Regions from separate parts of the Sus scrofa genome. Here region 2 is linked to region 1. The links are chromatin contacts, called in public Hi-C maps. All regions are on one chromosome and are shown on one strand. The core of a region is the stretch at or near the end of the contact, and the rest is flanking DNA. Distances in the headings are between cores, read along the strand shown.

Region 1 (3,028 bases), core at 339-2,838:
CTCTTCTTCTTTTTTTTTTCTTCGTCTCTAAACTTTTAAGTTGCTAAAGCTTAGGACTCTGCCTTGCTTTGCTCCTTTCCAGAGTCAATACCATGACCACGTCAGAGGATTTTCTTTTTATGATTCTCCTCTAGAAAATTTTAAAGTGAGACTGTCTGATCTAAGAGGTTGATTTTGGAAGATGTCATTTCTGTTAATTTCCTATTGTGTAGACTCTGGAGCTCTAAAGGACCTGTGAAGTGCAGAAACGTCTCCTGTGGATGTAATACCAGGCTGGGAGCAGGGGCAGCATCATGCCTCTTTCAAGATCACCATCTGGACTGGATTAGTGATAATGAGTTACTTCATTCTTAAATTGATAGAAAAGCATGGGCACCAGCTTCCTTCTCTCCTCCCAAGAGCAACTCTCTCTCCCATTGGTAAGGACTGACTTGGAAAAACATTTTCCTATAAAACAATTAGCCCGTGATTGGCAAACAAGCATTCAGTATAGCGACCCACTAAAACAAACAAATAAACAAAAGCAAGCTTCCAACGTGTTTGACACGGCCGGCGGGGGCAGGGGAGGGGGGCGCATACCTGGTGGACTCTTGCTTGTAGATGTCAATAATATTCTCCACCAGCAGGTTTCTCTGAAGCCCGTATATCCCATGTCTGTCCAAAACCACTTCGTGTCTGCAGGATGGGCAGCGGAATCGGCCCCCCGAGGCCACAGTGGTGCCTCCTCTTGTGGGCAAGTACGGGTTAGAGGCCTGTTCTTGCCGAGCAAGAAAAGAGGAATTGAGCATTGCCACAGGTAGCTTTCCTGGGACCTCCTTTCCCTCTCAGTTACTACAAACAACATCAACTCCTTGCTGGGAGATAGTAACTGGTCCCAAAACACAGGACCAACCCTCACCCATGGTCAACTGCAATGTGCCATTTTCAGCATGAGGTCCTTTTCCACCTAACGTTTTCATAACCAAAAGTTCCAGCCAGAAACTCCAACAGTAATGCCTTGGGCAGTAATTCATTTACAATTTTGAAACAGATTCAATGTTTCTAAAAGGACAAATATGATTCTTAATATTTTAATAAAATTAGATTTGAGAGCCAGGAGGAGGCTGATGGCAAAGCACAAAGCAAATCACTTTTAAAAATGGTCTTTCTTTTTGGTTGTTGTTTTAAATAAATGCAACCTTAGAACGCTTCCTAGAGAAATTCACCTCAGACTTAAGCACTTGATTGGGAGATGAGAACATTTTTTCCCTCTACCCCTAGATTCCAAACAAACCTACCTGGAAAATGTCACTGGCACATTTCCTGCACAGGTTGTGCTGGCAGGGAAGAATGACCACGGGCTTTGTGAACATCTCTAGGCAGATGGGGCAAATGAGTTGCTTCTCCAAGTTATCCATGGTCTGCTGCTCTTTGGAAAAAGACTTGTAATTCAAAGATGCGCTCATCTCCTGGCCGTCCCCGTGTGCACTGCCAGGGAAAGCGTGCTTCGAACGGTTTCGGCGAGTGATTCCTGGAAATAATTCCAAGGATTGTACAATCAAGCGTCCTTTACGTTTCTTTTGGTGGAGGACATTGTTTCAGGCTGGGGTTCAGAGCAGTGCTCGAGCTGTTTTTAGCAGCCGAGGGTCACGTGACAGCTGGCTGACTTCTCCATATAAGCCAGTGACAGGAGGATGGATTCTGACAGGTGACAGGGAACAGGGGCCAACATTCCTGGCCCAAGGAGTGAAGAGAGTGGGTGGGAAGGAGGACTGCAAAAGCCATTTAGACAGGGGTTGTGAGGAGCGGGAGGTGCCGCTGACAGTTGTCAACAACAAATGGGAATGTTCGTGCCGAGTCACTGAGCTATGCCCTCTGTGAGCACTCAATAAGGACTCGGTGACGGGCTTCTCCAGGACTGGGGAGAATGTCATCCAAGTAGAACGAAAGCCATTTCTGTGTTGAGAATTTAGGAAGCCAGTCACCAAAAGGAGCAATGACCCCCCTGCCTGAGGTGAAAACAGACAAAACAGGTCCTGAAGAGCATCATCCTGGCTTCACAAAGGTAGTCATCTAAAAAGCCTCGCTTCGTCTTAACCACTTCCTCTTTGTGAGGGTCAGGAAATGCGAAAAATTCCAACTTAAAAACTGATTGCTAATCTTTTCACCATAGGAGGCTCCACAAAATTTTAAAATATCCAAATGCCACTTGATGATCCAGGTTTTTTTAGAAGTTGTGAAAGAAAGCTCTAGTGTGCGTTTCCCTCCCTTTTGCCTACTCCTCTTTCATCCTATACCCCACCCCCACCCCCAAAATGCCCAGAAAATTGGACAGCCTTTAAACATTTAAATTTAGTTTCCATCGACAATCAGTAATACAGTAGTAACTGGGACATGGGGTCAGACCCCTTATTTCGTTTTGCCACACAGTGGGGAACAGATGGCAGGGCCATCTTCAGTGGACATGAAAACCGAGTCCTGCTTCCAGATCTGGGTTTTATCTGGTCTGAAATACCTATACCCCTTGGCATTTGTCTCACTTACCAAGGTGATTTTTTTTTTTTTAATGATAGTTTCTCTGGCCATTTCCTGGACTGTTTCTTGAGCCATCAGTTTCAGTTCTGATATTTGCCGGGATTTTGTGAAACCACTGTTTCAGCTATATGTTTTGTTTAAATATTTAAAATCAGATCAAAAATGAAAAAGAAACACGTCTATTTTTTATGTGCTAAATTTGCAGTTTTATTTCTCCTTGATTTTAAAAACCTCCTGCAATGAACACCTTGTGTTAGCACATCCCCAGCGTGCACTTAATTACCAGCAAAGAGTAGGGGGCTGTGACTGGTCATGGGTGCCCTTCATGCTAGTGCACTGAGCGCTTACTGAGAATCTAATAAGCTCTATTAACAAATAATAAGTTACGCGTATTCATAAACCTTTCAGAGATCTTTGGAGAATTTTCTTATTCCTTTCAATAGCTTTTTAGCAACTACAGCGAAGGAGAGAACTGGTGACATTTTTTTAGTGAGTAATTAGTTCACCTAGCTGA
Region 2 (3,192 bases), core at 541-3,040, 440 kb after region 1:
TGTAGCTCAACAGAATTTTCCAAAGCAGTTACATTTACTCTACAATTTTTAGGACATTCAATTATTGTTAAAAGAGCAAGGACTTAGCAGTGACCAGGGTCAGCATCCTAAATCCCTGCCCCCTAACCCTTACATGAGGGTGACCTCAGGCAAATTGTTTAATCTCTCTCAGCCTATTTTCCCCTCATCTGTAAAATGGGACAATACCCACTTCACACAGCTGTTGTAAAAGTTAAATGAACAGGTGATAATTTCAGTGTTCCATACATACCAAGAACCCGGTAAATGCTAATTATCAGTACTATTATTACTACTCAAAAGCAGTAAAGCTACAGACAAAACTAGATTATGTGGCACCTTTGTTTTCAGGTAATGAAACTCTACCTTCGGAGAACTACCCACAGTCTTGCAGCGCAAACTAAATTAGCGCTATCTACACGTTCAAAAGTGCCTTATTTTACTCAACTTCTCCACAAAGCAAATGACTGGAAAAGAAGTACAATTGCTGATCATGAGGAAATATGTACAAGAAATGAAATATGTCTGAGATATACTTCAAAATAATCGGGGCGGGGGAAGGAGCAAGCCTGGCCAGTTACTGATTTTAAATTGGGTAATGGGTGCACGGAGCTCTCCTACTATCCTCGTGACACTGGAGAGTCTGAAGACTCCCATAATAAAAAGTGCTGTTAAATGTCCAAAGGTCGAGGTGTTTTCTGTTTTCCTTTGGGGCTTAATGCAAATCCCGGTCCCGGTCGGGAAGACAAAGTGGCAAGTTCTAAGAGGCGAAAAGTGAAACGGGGACGCCGGCCAGCTGAGGCTGGTTACGCCTCCCAGGCGGCCCAACAGGTATGCTCCTCCCTCCCAATCCCCGAGGCCCGGACAGGAGGAGCACCCGCCGAGTCACGCCACCGAACCCCCGGGAAAGCGCAACACCCAAGGGAACTGCCGCAAAGGCCCTTCCCTGGGCCGCTGCCTGACTGCCGGCGCGCGAACTGCCGGCTCCCGACGACCGACCAAAGGCCGGGGGAGGAAGGGGGCAGCGATGGGGAGAATAGGTGGGCGGGTGGGTGAGTCCTGCCTTGCCCGGCAAGTCGGCCGAATTCGCTCCGCTCCGCCAAAGCTCCAGCCCCAGCAGGGCCCTCGGCCAGCACGGCCGCCCCCGGACATCTCCGCCTCCCTTCAGCCGCGGCGCGGACACCCCACCGGTACGCGGAGCCCGCCGGCCTCCCCGAAAACCCAAACCCGGCTCCTTCACCTCCTACCCTGAGTGTCACCAAAGGTTCCCGCCGCCGTCCCCGGGGCGCCTCCTCGACCCCAAGCCAACCGCTTTCCAGAGTTTTTACCTCACTCTACCTCCGGCGCGAGGCAGCCCGCCGGCTTCTTCAGCTACTCCACCTTCCAGCTTGACCGTCCCGGGGCGTTGCTGCCAATCACCCAATCTCCGCCCCGAGCCCGGGCGAGGCTCACCAATCAACGGCTCCCTCCGGCCTGGAGGCGGGAGCCGCAAGCGGAAGGCCAGAAGATCGCTGCACGAGCCTGGAGCGGCCTCTCGCAGTGTGCGCACGCGTTGGGCTCGGCTATCGCGTGGGCTTTCCCGTGGACCTTGCTTTTTGTCCTCAGTTCTCTGCCTTGGCAAGTGCTTTGTAAACTTCAACCTCAAGAAAGACCCACATTCTGAATGTAGCCCCAAGTGTGTATTACCTTGAAAGAAGATGTGAATCTTAGCCCTTGTTAAGCTAATAAATGAGCTGTTTCATCTCGCGGTGTAGCAACTTGTGCTCACCCAGCCTTTGCGGACTTCGTATCTCGGGTGTGTTTGTCTAGGGGAAGTAGGGCTGTCGGATTGTACAAAGTGCCTGAAGGGTTAGGATTTTACTTTACCAAGTCTTCGGTTCTAACATGTTTAAGTTTTATTCGTTGGGACACGTGATTTTTAGTAGCTGAGTATCCCAAGACACTCTGGGTTCAATTCATTCTCTCTTGAAAATATGATCATTGCACTTAATAGCTAACAATATATTAAGCATGGTAATATGGGTAGGACTGACAAAAGATTCATACGTAGAGCGGAGAAACCTATTTCTGTTTGGCTTTTCAAGAGCCTATTGCTGATTGGCTGTTTCTCTTACCCTCCCATTGTAATTGATCCCAGAGGTCGTAAGCAGACAACAGAGCTCTGAAGTTTTTAATCCGGGTGCCCAAGTCTCTCCCTGGCGAGGCTTTCCCCCTTCAGCAAAAGCGTTAATTCATCTACTTAACAAGGGCTTGTTAGGGGCCCACTGTGACAATACAAAGATTTTAAAGAGCTTTGAACCACGCCCTCAGTGAGCCTACGGGCTAACAACAAGGTTAATTTATATAACCAAAAGTTGTAACCAGGTATGGAGGGGGCTGGGAAACCCGCCTAAGCCTGCCCGGGTTCTCAGGGAGTGCATCTGGAAGAAGAGAATGCTTGGGCTGGGGTCTGATGAAGCAGCAGAAGCATCTGAGCTCAAGGGGCAGGGGCAGAGCATGGCGATATATCTAACAAAGTTCACTTGTTGCTTATGAGATTTTCCTAGGGTGGATTTAGTGCGAAGCTAATGAAGCATCTGCCATTGACTTGCACCAGCTCTCTCCAAGAGCCAAGGAAGGGCCCCAGCACCTAATAATGCACATGATCATATGTAGTTTTCAACTCTTTAAAGGGGCCCCAGCACCTAATGCACATGATCATATGTAGTTTTAAACTCATATGTCTTAGAGCTGTCCTCAACAGGGATTGGCTAAGGCTTTTTTCCATGCCAATTTCCTTTCCTTCACACTTCCCTTCTAGGTGCCCTGGAGTGGCTCTGGGCTTTTGGGGGATCTGAGTGAGGGAAAGAGTTGAGATGGAACTGGAGCCACTTCCCTGATAAGTTATTTCTGACTCTCCTGGTGTTGGAATAGCTTCCAGGAAAACTCCTAGCTACACTCTATTCTATCTCATAAATGAATGTGTCCCAGGGCACCTGGCAGTAGATGCACATGGGTGGAGAAAGAGAAAAGAGTTTGAAATGTGCTGAGCCAAAAGTTAATCTAGGGGGAAATCTTCCAGTCATCACACTTTTAAAATTATAAGATTACAGGGAGTTCCTGTTGTGGCGCAGTGGAAATGAATCCAACTAGTATCCATGAGGGTATGGGTTTGATCCCTGGCGTTCCTCAGCA

The links. Hi-C and Micro-C count contacts between places; a contact is called where the count stands out from the background.
Region 2: a contact with region 1 is called in a Hi-C map of skeletal muscle, with 2.3 times the contacts expected there. The contact joins the promoter of MTFR1 here to the promoter of TRIM55 in region 1. A contact is called at or near these places in 2 of 5 promoter capture datasets (fetal liver and liver), 4 of 47 Hi-C or Micro-C datasets (embryonic fibroblasts, skeletal muscle and subcutaneous adipose tissue) and 1 of 2 datasets of contacts at active chromatin or transcription factors (alveolar macrophages).

What each region holds. Positions count from the first base shown.
Region 1 is chr4:68,529,301-68,532,328 of Sscrofa11.1, forward strand. It overlaps TRIM55 (tripartite motif containing 55), which reads right to left and starts at 1,589. Exons shown (of 9, transcript NM_001244691.1): 1 at 1,278-1,589; 2 at 580-752. The coding sequence starts at 1,445.
Region 2 is chr4:68,968,208-68,971,399 of Sscrofa11.1, forward strand. It overlaps MTFR1 (mitochondrial fission regulator 1), which reads right to left and starts at 1,791. Exons shown (of 7, transcript XM_021089295.1): 1 at 1,357-1,791.